Regions from separate parts of the Zea mays genome. Here all the other regions are linked to region 1. The links are chromatin contacts, called in public Hi-C maps. All regions are on one chromosome and are shown on one strand. The core of a region is the stretch at or near the end of the contact, and the rest is flanking DNA. Distances in the headings are between cores, read along the strand shown.

What was found. A called contact is a pair of places that touch in the nucleus more often than the background predicts.
Region 2: a Hi-C map of leaf shows a contact between it and region 1, with 4 times the contacts expected there. The contact joins the promoter of LOC100274516 here to the promoter of LOC100381786 in region 1. A contact is called at or near these places in 3 of 25 Hi-C or Micro-C datasets (endosperm, leaf and tassel).
Region 3: a contact with region 1 is called in a Hi-C map of leaf, with 4 times the contacts expected there. The contact joins the promoter of LOC103640492 here to the promoter of LOC100381786 in region 1. A contact is called at or near these places in 4 of 25 Hi-C or Micro-C datasets (bundle sheath, leaf and tassel).

The regions. Positions count from the first base shown.
Region 1 is chr1:166,136,930-166,140,644 of Zm-B73-REFERENCE-NAM-5.0, forward strand. LOC100381786 reads left to right here and starts at 2,114. Exons shown (of 4, transcript NM_001174585.1): 1 at 2,114-2,360; 2 at 3,035-3,425; 3 at 3,553-3,654. The coding sequence starts at 2,214.
Region 2 is chr1:166,303,587-166,307,301 of Zm-B73-REFERENCE-NAM-5.0, forward strand. It overlaps LOC100274516, which reads right to left and starts at 1,566. Exons shown (of 7, transcript NM_001148873.2): 1 at 1,222-1,566. The coding sequence starts at 1,512.
Region 3 is chr1:166,278,110-166,281,824 of Zm-B73-REFERENCE-NAM-5.0, forward strand. LOC103640492 (CSC1-like protein HYP1) reads left to right here and starts at 1,784. Exons shown (of 10, transcript XM_008663133.4): 1 at 1,784-2,179; 2 at 2,310-2,465. The coding sequence starts at 1,944.

The sequences.
Region 1 (3,715 bases), core at 864-3,363:
GATTTTGGATGCTAACTTGTTTTGATGATTCCCATTTACTCTAGTGGAATTTATTGTCAAATAGAAGCCACGAGATAGCTTATGAAACTATCTTTTCATGCAAATGTGGATCATCAGAAATGGAGTCCATGTATGTCCTAAGCGTCTATTTATCTATAGGCTAGTTCTAGAGACCCTGGAACTAGTTAAATTGGGCCTCCCACTTGACTTAGACATCATTGTTGGTCCTCTTTGCCTTCACAACTCTCTCTAAGTATTTCTTGACCTTCTCCAATGTTCCTTAGCATGATAACATTATTTGGTAACAACCTATTCTTAAAACTATGAAAATGATCACATAAGAACAAACTAACCTCTAGATTTAATTGACACATTTCAGCTCTGGTCAATGGACCTTGTATAATGTTTGGAGGACCATAATGTGAATTCAAAGGAGTAATGTCCTTATCACCCCACTTAAGGGCTTGTTCGGTTATTTCAATTCCATGTGGATTGGTGTGTATTGGGATGGATTGGAATGGATTTTGACTTGTTATGGATTTAAACCGACTCAATACAACCCAATCCACATGGATTGACGGTGAAACGAACAAGCCCTAAAGTGGAGTTGTGTCCTTGACCCAATATTATCTTCTCCCATGTATGTCTTCAAATCTGCATCATGGTGTATCTATATGCAAAAATGTATCTATATTATTGGACTAGGATGACAATGAGTGCCTTTTGTGCTAGACTCTCGATTTGTGAGCCGCTACGCGTATATAAGGAGCAAGGAGGTGAGGAGTGCTGCACCAGCGGTATTCCTCACTTGTGCCTACAAGTTACCGCCCTCAGCGCCATCTGTGAAGCTTCCTTTGTTGTTTTATATGGCTCACATCTAAATGAGCGCTTTAGTTCCTATACCATATATTCTGACTCTCCCTATGGAGACGATGTTAACCGCGCTGTCGAGAAGGACCATGTGGAAGAAGCCGCCGATAGTCCAATCCAAGTTATGTAGAATGAAAATTCGCCGGAAGAAAACAAGCCTAAGAACCAGGACGAAGAATCTGGTGCCAAATAGAATGTCAAAGAACCTAGCTATTTGGATGTTAGAAAGTCGATAGTGAAAGAAGGGCATGTAGCTAATTAACTAGTTAATTATAACTAATTAAATTGATTTTTAGTCTCATCTAGTAATTATCGTATTAACATTTTTTAAACGGAGACACGCAGGTACATTTGATATACGATACAGTTTATATAAAACTAATAACAAAAATAAAATAAAACGATAGCCGCGGAGCGGAATCAACGGGTGGAAAAAGCTAGCGGCGCCCGAGTAACCACGACACCGACCCTTAAATGGCGGCTTGCCATATAACCCGCCCTCACTCCAGCCCGCGGTCCAGCCCCTGTCCCCGTCACCTCCTCTGCTCCGTAGCGCCGCCATCCGTGGCGGCGGCAATCTACCGAACACCGTGCGTGCGTGTGTTGCCGCAATGGCCTCGCACCACCTCGCCAGCCCCGCCGCGGCCGCAACCTCCGCCGCCACCGTCTCCAGGGCTCTCTTCAAGCATGCCTACACTAAACCCTCTTACTCCCTTCTCCACGCCCCGCTCCTCCGCGCCGTCGCCGCCCGGCCCGCGCTCCTCTCCGCCGCCACCGCGGTCTCCACTACGGCGGCGCCCGCGGCCGCAGCTATGGACAACGTGGAGGAGTGGGGGCTGAGGCCGCTGGCCGAGGTCGACCCGGAGGTGTACGACCTAATCGAGCGCGAGAAGCGGCGGCAGCGAGCGGGTATCGAGCTCATCGCCTCGGAGAACTTCACCTCGCTCGCTGTCATGGAGGCGCTGGGCTCCCCGCTCACCAACAAGTACTCGGAGGGCATGCCGGGGGCGCGCTACTACGGCGGCAACGAGGTCATCGACGAAATCGAGGAGCTCTGCCGGACCCGCGCGCTCGCCGCCTTCCACCTCGACCCCGCCCGCTGGGGCGTCAACGTGCAGCCCTACTCGGGGTCCCCCGCCAATTTCGCGGCTTACACGGGGCTGCTCCAGCCGAACGACAGGATCATGGGGCTCGACCTGCCGTCCGGGGGCCACCTCACCCACGGGTACTACACGGCGAGTGGCAAGAAGATTTCTGCAACCTCCATCTACTTCCAGAGCCTGCCGTATAAGGTGAGCTCCGACACCGGGTACGTCGACTACGATAAGCTGGAGGAAAAGGCCATGGATTTCCGCCCCAAGCTTATCATCTGTGGCGGTAGTGCGTGCCCTCGGGAGTGGGATTACGCCAGGTTCAGGGCCATCGCAGACAAGTGCGGGGCCATGTTGCTCTGCGACATGGCTCATATCAGTGGTCTCGTTGCTGCGCAGGTAACTAATTGTCTTTGTTGCTGCGTATTTAAACTATACTCTATATGCGTTTCAATTGCCGATTGTTTATGAATATAAACGTTTTACTTTCTATCGTCAGTTGTGTTTATCTGAGTAGTCGATACAAAAGTTGTAGCTTTTCTATGTAAGGCAAGCACTATTTCTCCAAGTGAGGTGATCGATCATCCTGATTGTGCCATCAACTGGTGTCACTCCTTTAGCTAGATAGAATTTGCACACGAAGAAAGAGTTTTTGGAGCAGAAGGGGAAAAACAAACTAGGACAGTTTTCCCTATGGAGCAAACAAAAAGAAATGCAGTAAAATCTGCTGTTTAGATTGAGATGGCATGCCCAAGTTTGTCAAATCTATTGACAATTCTGAAGTCATGTGATCTAGTAATCTCTCACCGGCATTGATGTAGACTTGTAGAGTAATTTGTGGAGTGTCTCAGATCAATAGTCAATGATCAACTTATGAACATACAAACAGAGCACCAAATGCATGCATCCAAACTAAGTGATGACATGATGCTATTGGCCAGGGTAGTTATGGATGCAGAAATTTGAATTTTTCAAGTTAAACTTTGTAATTTCTACAGAAATCCTGCTGGACTCCCATATTCTGTATATTCTTTTACTTTACCATCCATGTTAATTCCTTCATTCTTCTATAGGAGGCTTTGGATCCTTTTGAGTTCTCTGATGTGGTTACCACTACGACCCACAAAAGTCTTCGAGGGCCAAGGTCTGGTATGATTTTCTACAGGAAGGGCCCAAAGCCTCCAAAAAAAGGCCAGCCTGAGGGTGCTCTGTATGACTACGAGGACAAGATCAACTTTGCTGTGTTCCCGTCACTCCAGGGGGGGCCTCACAATCACCAAATTGCTGCTCTAGCTGTAGCCTTGAAACAGGCCATGTCACCTGGATTCAAGGCCTATATCCAGCAGGTCAAGGCAAACACAGTTTCCCTTGGTAACCATTTGATGAGTAAGGGCTACAAGTTGGTTACTGATGGAACAGAGAACCACCTTGTTCTCTGGGATCTGCGCCCTCTTGGCTTGACTGGTATGCATAGCAAGATTCTTTTGTTTTCCTTTTTGGCGAGGAGCATAGCAGGATTCGATGGCATGCTTTGGCTTTCCCTTAGCAGGCTGTACAAACTTGCTATAAAATTGGTTTATCAAAATTGCAGGCAATAAAGTTGAGATGCTATGTGACCTATGCAACATTACACTGAACAAAAATGCTGTCTTTGGTGACAGCAGTGCATTATCACCTGGTGGTGTGCGCATTGGTCAGTATCTCTTTCTTACCAACAGATTTATAGCACAACGATGCTTATTGTGTGATGTGCA
Region 2 (3,715 bases), core at 316-2,815, 170 kb after region 1:
CGGCTACCATTGTCTATTTTTTGTACCATAGAATGTATTTACACCAGCAATAACAACAACCAGTTGTGAATCAGGAAGCAATGATATACAGCCCCACGGTTTTAAAGTCGTCCGACTAATCGCGATTAGTCACAATTAGTCGGCCTTATCGCCGGAGTAAGCACGATTAGGGGCTTCGACTCGACTAGGGTGACTAGGAAGCGATTAGTCGTCCTAGTCACTGACTAATCACGATTAGTCGCCCGATTAGGGGTTATGTCCGACTAGCTTATATCTGTTTTGGGCCAGTAATTCGCTCTCTGTTCTATGGGCCGGCCCACCATCTTTGCAGAAAGTAGAAAACTTGTGTTGCCCTATCTGTACCACAGTAGCCGTCGTCCCTTCTCCAGCGCGCAGCTGCGCCCCCTCGGCTCCGGCGGCCCTCTGCTCCGGTTGTGCCCCCTCTGCTCTAGTGCGCGGCTGCTGCAGAGGCCTCTGCTAGAGCCGATCCCCTCTAGTGTGCGACGCTCGCCTCTGCTTCAGGTCCCCACCGGAGTCCACCCTCCAGTGCGCGTCCGTCCTCCACTAATCCATTCCACCTCCTCCATTAGACTTCTTCAGAGTGAATCAGTTTAGACTTCTTCTGAGTTCACAGTTCAGACTTTCAAAGTCTGTTGTTCTGCTACAGCTATAGTATATTGTTTTACTGCTGTCCTGCTACAGCTATAGTGTATTGCTTTATTGCAGTCCTGGTACAACTATAGGACGACTAGGCTCGACTAATCACGATTAATCACCTTCTCGGTGCTCAGGCGACTAGAGTCGACTAGCCGACTTTAAAACCTTGTACAGCCCCAAAGGTTCAAGTAGGAAGCAAGAATAGTGTACAGCATAATTCCACTACAAGAACATAACTCCTAACACAGCTAACAGCAGGTGCCAAGGAATACAGGGAGCCACGCGAAAAGTACGAGTGTTCCACCATCGCTGGATAACAGATTTTCTGGAGCAATATCATGCAGAATTGAGAGTCAGTATAAGTAAGCAGGCCCTAATATGAAGCGGATTTCCAAAGTGGCACAATGCTCAACTGAAATCACAGGGCACAACTAATCAGCTGCATTAACATCAGCCATTTCAACTTAGCCGATGCAACTTTGCACGACGTCAAACAGCGAGATCCATTTTTTTCTCTCTTTACTTACAAAGGAGGCAATCCCGACTGATCAGGCAGCACCGTACCTGCGGCGGGCGGAGGAGACGGACACCGAACCGGTCGAGAGCGCGTGCGGCGAGGGCCTCGGGCGCCGCATCGGCATCGCCGGTGTAGACAGCGCAGGGGAGGTCCGGGCAAAGCTCCTGCACGGCGCGCACCGCACACCAGAGCACGCGCTCGCCTCCGCCGCCGTCGTTGGTGTACGGGTGGAAGAAACCGGCGGCGTATGCGGGGTGGCGACAAGAGATTAGGAGGCGCCGAAGCGCGGCGGCGAAGAGGGCGGAGAGGACGGCGACGAGGCCTACCAAGATCGCCATGGACGCGACTGCGAGTCTAGTTGGGCTCTCCCGAGAAGAGAGTTAATTTTTTTAACGTTTGCAGAGCTTGGCCCATGGGCCAAGAATTGACTTACAAAAATAAACTTATGCAAAAGCATCTCCAAATAGTTATATAAACAACTCTCTAAATATGAATTTAAAAAGTTTTCTAGAAAAACTCTTATTCAACAGTTATGTAAATAAGATCTCTAAATTTACAAAACTCCCTACAAAATTCAATTTCATTTCTACATTTATCAACCTCGTCAGGCATCTCTAAATCAATGTTAGTGCTAAGTGAAAGGGAAATAGGGTCAAACCTTTTCCTAAATGATTTTGGTGGTTGAATTGACCAACACAAATAATTGGACTAACTAGTTTGCTCTAGATTACATGTTCTACAGGTGCCAAAGGTTCAACACAAACCAATAAAAAGTTAAAGTTAGGGTTCAAAAAGAAAGGAGCAAAACCAACCGAAGGCTGCCCTGGTCTGGCGCACCGGACTGTCCGGTGTGCCAGGGAGATCAACTCTGAACTGCTCAGCTTCGGGTTTTTGGAGAGCCACTCCGCTATAATTCACCAGACTGTCTGGTGTAGCAACGGACTGTCCGGTGTGCCATGCGGAGCAACGTCTATTGCGCCAACGATCGTCTACAAAAGTAAACAGTGAACGTGAACAGTGCGCGTACAGCGCGCGCAGAGTCAGAGCAGCACCAGAAGGCGCACCGGACAGTGAACAGTGACTGTCCGGTGCGGCACCAGACTGTCCGGTGCCCAAATCTGTCAGAGCTCCAAAGGTCGAAACCATCAGAACCCTAACGGTTGGGTGACGTGGCTGGCGCACCGGACAGTGTCCGGTGGCGCACCAGACTGTCCGGTGCGCCCATCGACAGACAACCTCATCAATCTTAGCATTTGCCATGATAATATCTCCAACCTTAGAAATGAGAATGCAAAATTAATTGCTAAGGTTGAGAAGTTAAATGTTTGTGATGATTCTCTTGTCAACCTCAAAAAAGATAATGCTAGTTTGACTTCTAAAATTGACAAGTTGAATAAATCACTTTCTAGCCTTAAGATTGAGAATGATAATTTAATTGCTAAGGCTAAGGATTTAAATGTTTGCAATGATTCTATTTCCAATCTTAGAAATGAGGATGCCATGTTACATGCTAAGATTGATGAATTAAATGCTTGCAAACCCTCTACATCTACTGTTAGCCATGTTTCCATTTGTACTAGATGTAGAGACATTAATGTTGATGCTATCCATGATCACCTAGCTTTAATTAAACAACAAAATGATCACATAGCTCAACTAAGTGCTAAAATTAATGAGCATAACTTAGAAAATGAAAATTTTAAATTTGCTAGAAGTATGCTCTATAGTGGGAGACGCTCTGGCATTAAGGATGACATTGGCTTCCAACAGAGAGACAATGTCAAGCTTAATGCCCCTAAGAAATTGTCTAACTTTGTTAAAGGCAAAGCTCCCATGGTTCAGGATAACGAGGGCTATATTTTATATCTTGTTGGTTATCCCGAACATAAGATTAGGAGAATTCATTCTAGGAAGTCCCACTCTGGCTCTCATCATGCTTTTATGTATAAGAGTGAGGCATCTAGTTCTAGGCAATCCACTCATGTTAAATTGCCTAAAAAGAAATCTCCTATTGCATCAAATGAACCTAATGTTTCTTTTAAAACTTTTGATGCTTCTTATGTGCTCACTAACAAATCAGGCAAAGTAGTTGTCAAATATGTTGGGGGTAAATACAAGGGGTCAAAGACTTGTGTTTGGGTACCCAAGGTGCTTGTTTCTAATGTGAAAGGGCCCAAGACCGTTTGGGTACCTAAGAACAAGGCATAAACTTGTTTTGTAGGTTTATGCATCCGGGGGCTCAAGTTGGATCATTGATAGCGGGTGCACAAACCACATGACTGGGGAGAAAAGGATGTTCTCCTCCTATGAGAAAAACAATGATCCCAAAAGAGCTATCACATTCGGGGATGGAAATCAAGGTTTGGTCAAAGGAATTGGTAAAATTGCTATATCACCTGACCATTCTATTTCCAATGTTTTTCTTGTAGATTCTTTAGATTATAACTTGCTTTCAGTTTTTCAATTATGCAAAATGGGTTACAACTGTCTTTTTACGGATATAGGTTTATTGTCTTTAGAAGAAGTGATGATTCAATAGCA
Region 3 (3,715 bases), core at 534-3,033, 140 kb after region 1:
TCATATGAGAAGTGCTAGTTCATAGTGTTGTGTTGAACAATTAATCACCAAAGCACTTAGAAATGCCCTAAGTGCACATTTCCCTTTCAGAGGGTGCATCAAGACAAAGCAACTCCGTGAAGTAAGTATGGTCATCAAATCATCGTATTAGAAGTTGGTCTATTGTATCCCTAATTGTGTGGATAAACTCTATGTATCAAGATGTAGTTTATGAATGTGAAAAAACTCTATAAATAAGGAGGAAGAATTGCACCAACTAGTTATCTCTCTAGCTTTTGGTTTTTGCTCTCTACTTTTGTTAGGAGATTCATAGGTGCTCTTATTCTTGACACTTATCTTCTTAATTATGAATTGGGAAGTATGGCCTTAACCACACCGTGACCTTAGTGGTATATCTCTGAGCTATCTCTATATGTATCTTTTGATGGCTTGAAGCTCTTCCCAAGCTCTTCATTTTGATCTTTAATGAGATTTTATAAATATAAGTTCTTGGGATCATTTGGGATGTATAGAAACATTCTAGGACCTCTTAGGATCATTTCCACCAATGGTATAGACCGGTCCACCTAGAGCATGAATTTCTAATCCTTTGTGTCATTTTGAGAAAAAAAGAGTTGATTCAAATTCATATTTTTATCTGACTTTGAAATTTGAATATTTTTAGCTCAATTTTTGTGGAAATCTGGGACAACCTTATGAAGGTGTGTGCATAATTTTAGCTCAATCGGACTTAGTTTGCATATATTTTGCATTTTAGAACCTTGATTCGGGTTGTTGAAAACTGGCCAAGCACTACCCCTTGAAGAGCAGTAGTGTCGGGCGATGCCTAGAAGTGCCATGGTGTAGCAACACCACTTGTGGAGTAATATTGTCGAGCCAATCTGGGTGGGACACTTTTTTTAGGGTCGCTTCAGACTTCTTGAAGTTCGTTATGTGATCTGTTTGTTTCATTGGACTCATGTATGCATTAGTATTTTTTTCGAAATATATTTTTGGTTTGAGCATTTTCTTTATCCCAATTGAAGATAAAGAGCTCGATTTCCTGATTTGAGATAGTTTTATCCGCAAACTCATTGATGACTGTTTTAAGAGTTTCACTATGTTTTTCGGTCATCGTCGAGAATATCCATCTACTAGTTGATGCTTAAATACCTCTTTTATGCCTTTTGGAGTTTTGAACGGTTAGAGGTAGCATTGGAAAATAAGCCAACATTACTTGAGACCCTCTGTACGGTCGCCTGATTCGATCTTCATATATAATCAGAAGAGTTAAATTTTGATGAAATATATAATAAATTTTATCATCATTTGTGTCTCTAATAAAATTTACTACAAAATTATAACTTATTATTAATCTAATAACACTTATTTTATATCATAGATACTGACATTCTTTGTATAATTTTAAGTTCAAATATTGTAAAAAGGAACATCCCATTTTGGATTGTCTAATCTTTAAATATTGTAAACAAGCAATCTCCATTTTCGATTACAAATATCGTAACGAGACTTTGTACTACATACAATAAAACAAGAAATTATCCATAAAATATTGTCATCGCATGATTTATATTTAATGACACGTATTGGTTGATTGCACAAAACATATATTTGCACGTAGGAGTACCTCCCATATATATACACACGTTACACACGTCACGTAAAACGGGTCCCACAATCGCACACGTCTCGCTTCGCGATAAACCTGTGCCGACCACCGACCACCACGTCACAGGCTCACAGTCACAACCCGCCTGCCACGTGCTTAACTGACATCTGGGACCCACCGTACCCACCACAACAATTTTCCATCCCAACCGCGATCTCGTTCTTGTCTTTCTCACTCACCGTGCGCGGCGGCAGCTTTGCTTCTTCCACCACTGACCAGCGGGTCCCGCCTCGCCGGTGGAGTTTTCAGGGAGCTTCTTCTGCCCGCCGGCGCGATGATCCTGTCGGCGCTCACGACGTCGGTGGGGATCAACCTGGCCCTCACCGTGCTCCTCGCCGCGGCCTACTCGTTGCTCCGTCGCAGGCCACCGTACGTCGAGGTGTACTCCCCGCGCCGGCCCTACGCGCCGCTCGAGCCGTGGCTCGCTGCGGCGTGGCGCCGTGCCGAGGAGGACATCCACGCCGCCGCGGGGCTCGATGGCGTCGTCTTCATCCGCATCTTCGTATTCAGGTTGGTCGGCCCCTCCCGCGCCCGCCGCACCCCCTCTATTCCTACGTCCTCCCCCTTTGCTGCCCTTTTCCCCCAATTGGGTCCGTTCCCTTGCTCATTGGAGTGCGCGTACGCTACTCGGGTGGTGCAGCATCAGGGTGTTCGCGGCGGCCGCGGTGCTCGGGGTCGGCGTGCTCCTGCCGGTGAACTTCCTCGGTGACCAGCTGCGGGAGATCGACTTCACCGACCTGCCTAACAAATCCATCGATCTATTCAGCATCTCCAACGTCCAGGACGGTTCCAGCAAGTGAGGACTTCCAACTTCTTCTTAATTCGATGCACATTTGGGGGTTTTTAGAGGGGTTTTGTCCGGTTAGTTAGGGCATGAGCAAGGGAAATGGAATGAATAGTGAGGGGATTTTAGCCCCTGCAATCCCATCTATTCTCCTTGCTTCCAAACAAGCACTTAATGTTTCAAAATCGGCCTTCCGCCACCACTGCGCCTCCGCGAAGAAACCGGCCAATTGGCCAATTGAGGCTCTGAAGGCACGTAACAAAGATCAATATCATCCCAAACCTTGCACGTGTGTAATAGGCATCAACACCTATATGCTTAGTAAACACGTCCTTGACCGGATCACGATCAATACTAATAGCACATGTACCCTCATACAAAAGGAGTTAGCGTACTAACAGAAATACCAAAATCCTCAAGCAACCACCATTAACCAAGTAACCTCTATAGTCACAAGACTCATTGACCATTAGTTAGTTTCTAGTGTTGGGGTGTAATGTGTGTGGTGTAATGGGGTTCTCTCCCCCTTTCTTCTTCTTCTATTAATACAAAGATGTGCAGCTCTCCTGCGTATTCCAGAAAACAAGAGCTATAACACGCAACTCAGCCTCTGCACTCGAAGGAGAAATTGCTACATACTTCTTAGTGTTCCAAGCAGTGAGGGAAACACCAATAAAAACACAATATGTAGAAAGAGATCGATGATCAGAGGAATCACTAGCTCTGGTAGCATCACAATAAGCCTACAACTATAAAGAGATAGAGCTTGAAAACAATAGGCATCTAGATATTGGAGCTGAGTGGGAGCAGAAGCAAACTTACTCAGAATATATACAAAATACGAATTGTCTGGACGAGTGACACCAAGGTAAATAAGACTCCCTACAAATCTACAATGTGTCGATAACTAGTATGATCCTCAAGAGGCTCACCATCCATGCCACGAAGGTGAACATTGAGTTCCATAGGAGTCTTAATTGTCCGTTGATTAGTATTAGAAGCCTGATCAAGAAGACCATGTATGTACTTCTCTTGAGACAGATAAAAATCCTCAATGAAGAGGAAAACTCTATTCCAAGAAAATAACAAAGAGGACCAAGATTAGATATGAGAAATTGCTTGCCAAGACATGTCTTAACAAAGGTTATGTACTCAGGATCACCGGCGGAGCCAGAGCTCAGCTTGCCCGGGCTTAGCTCTGCCGATGGTGAGGAAGGTGCATTCTTTCCTCATCGGCCACGGGAGAGGTCGCATGTGGGCGG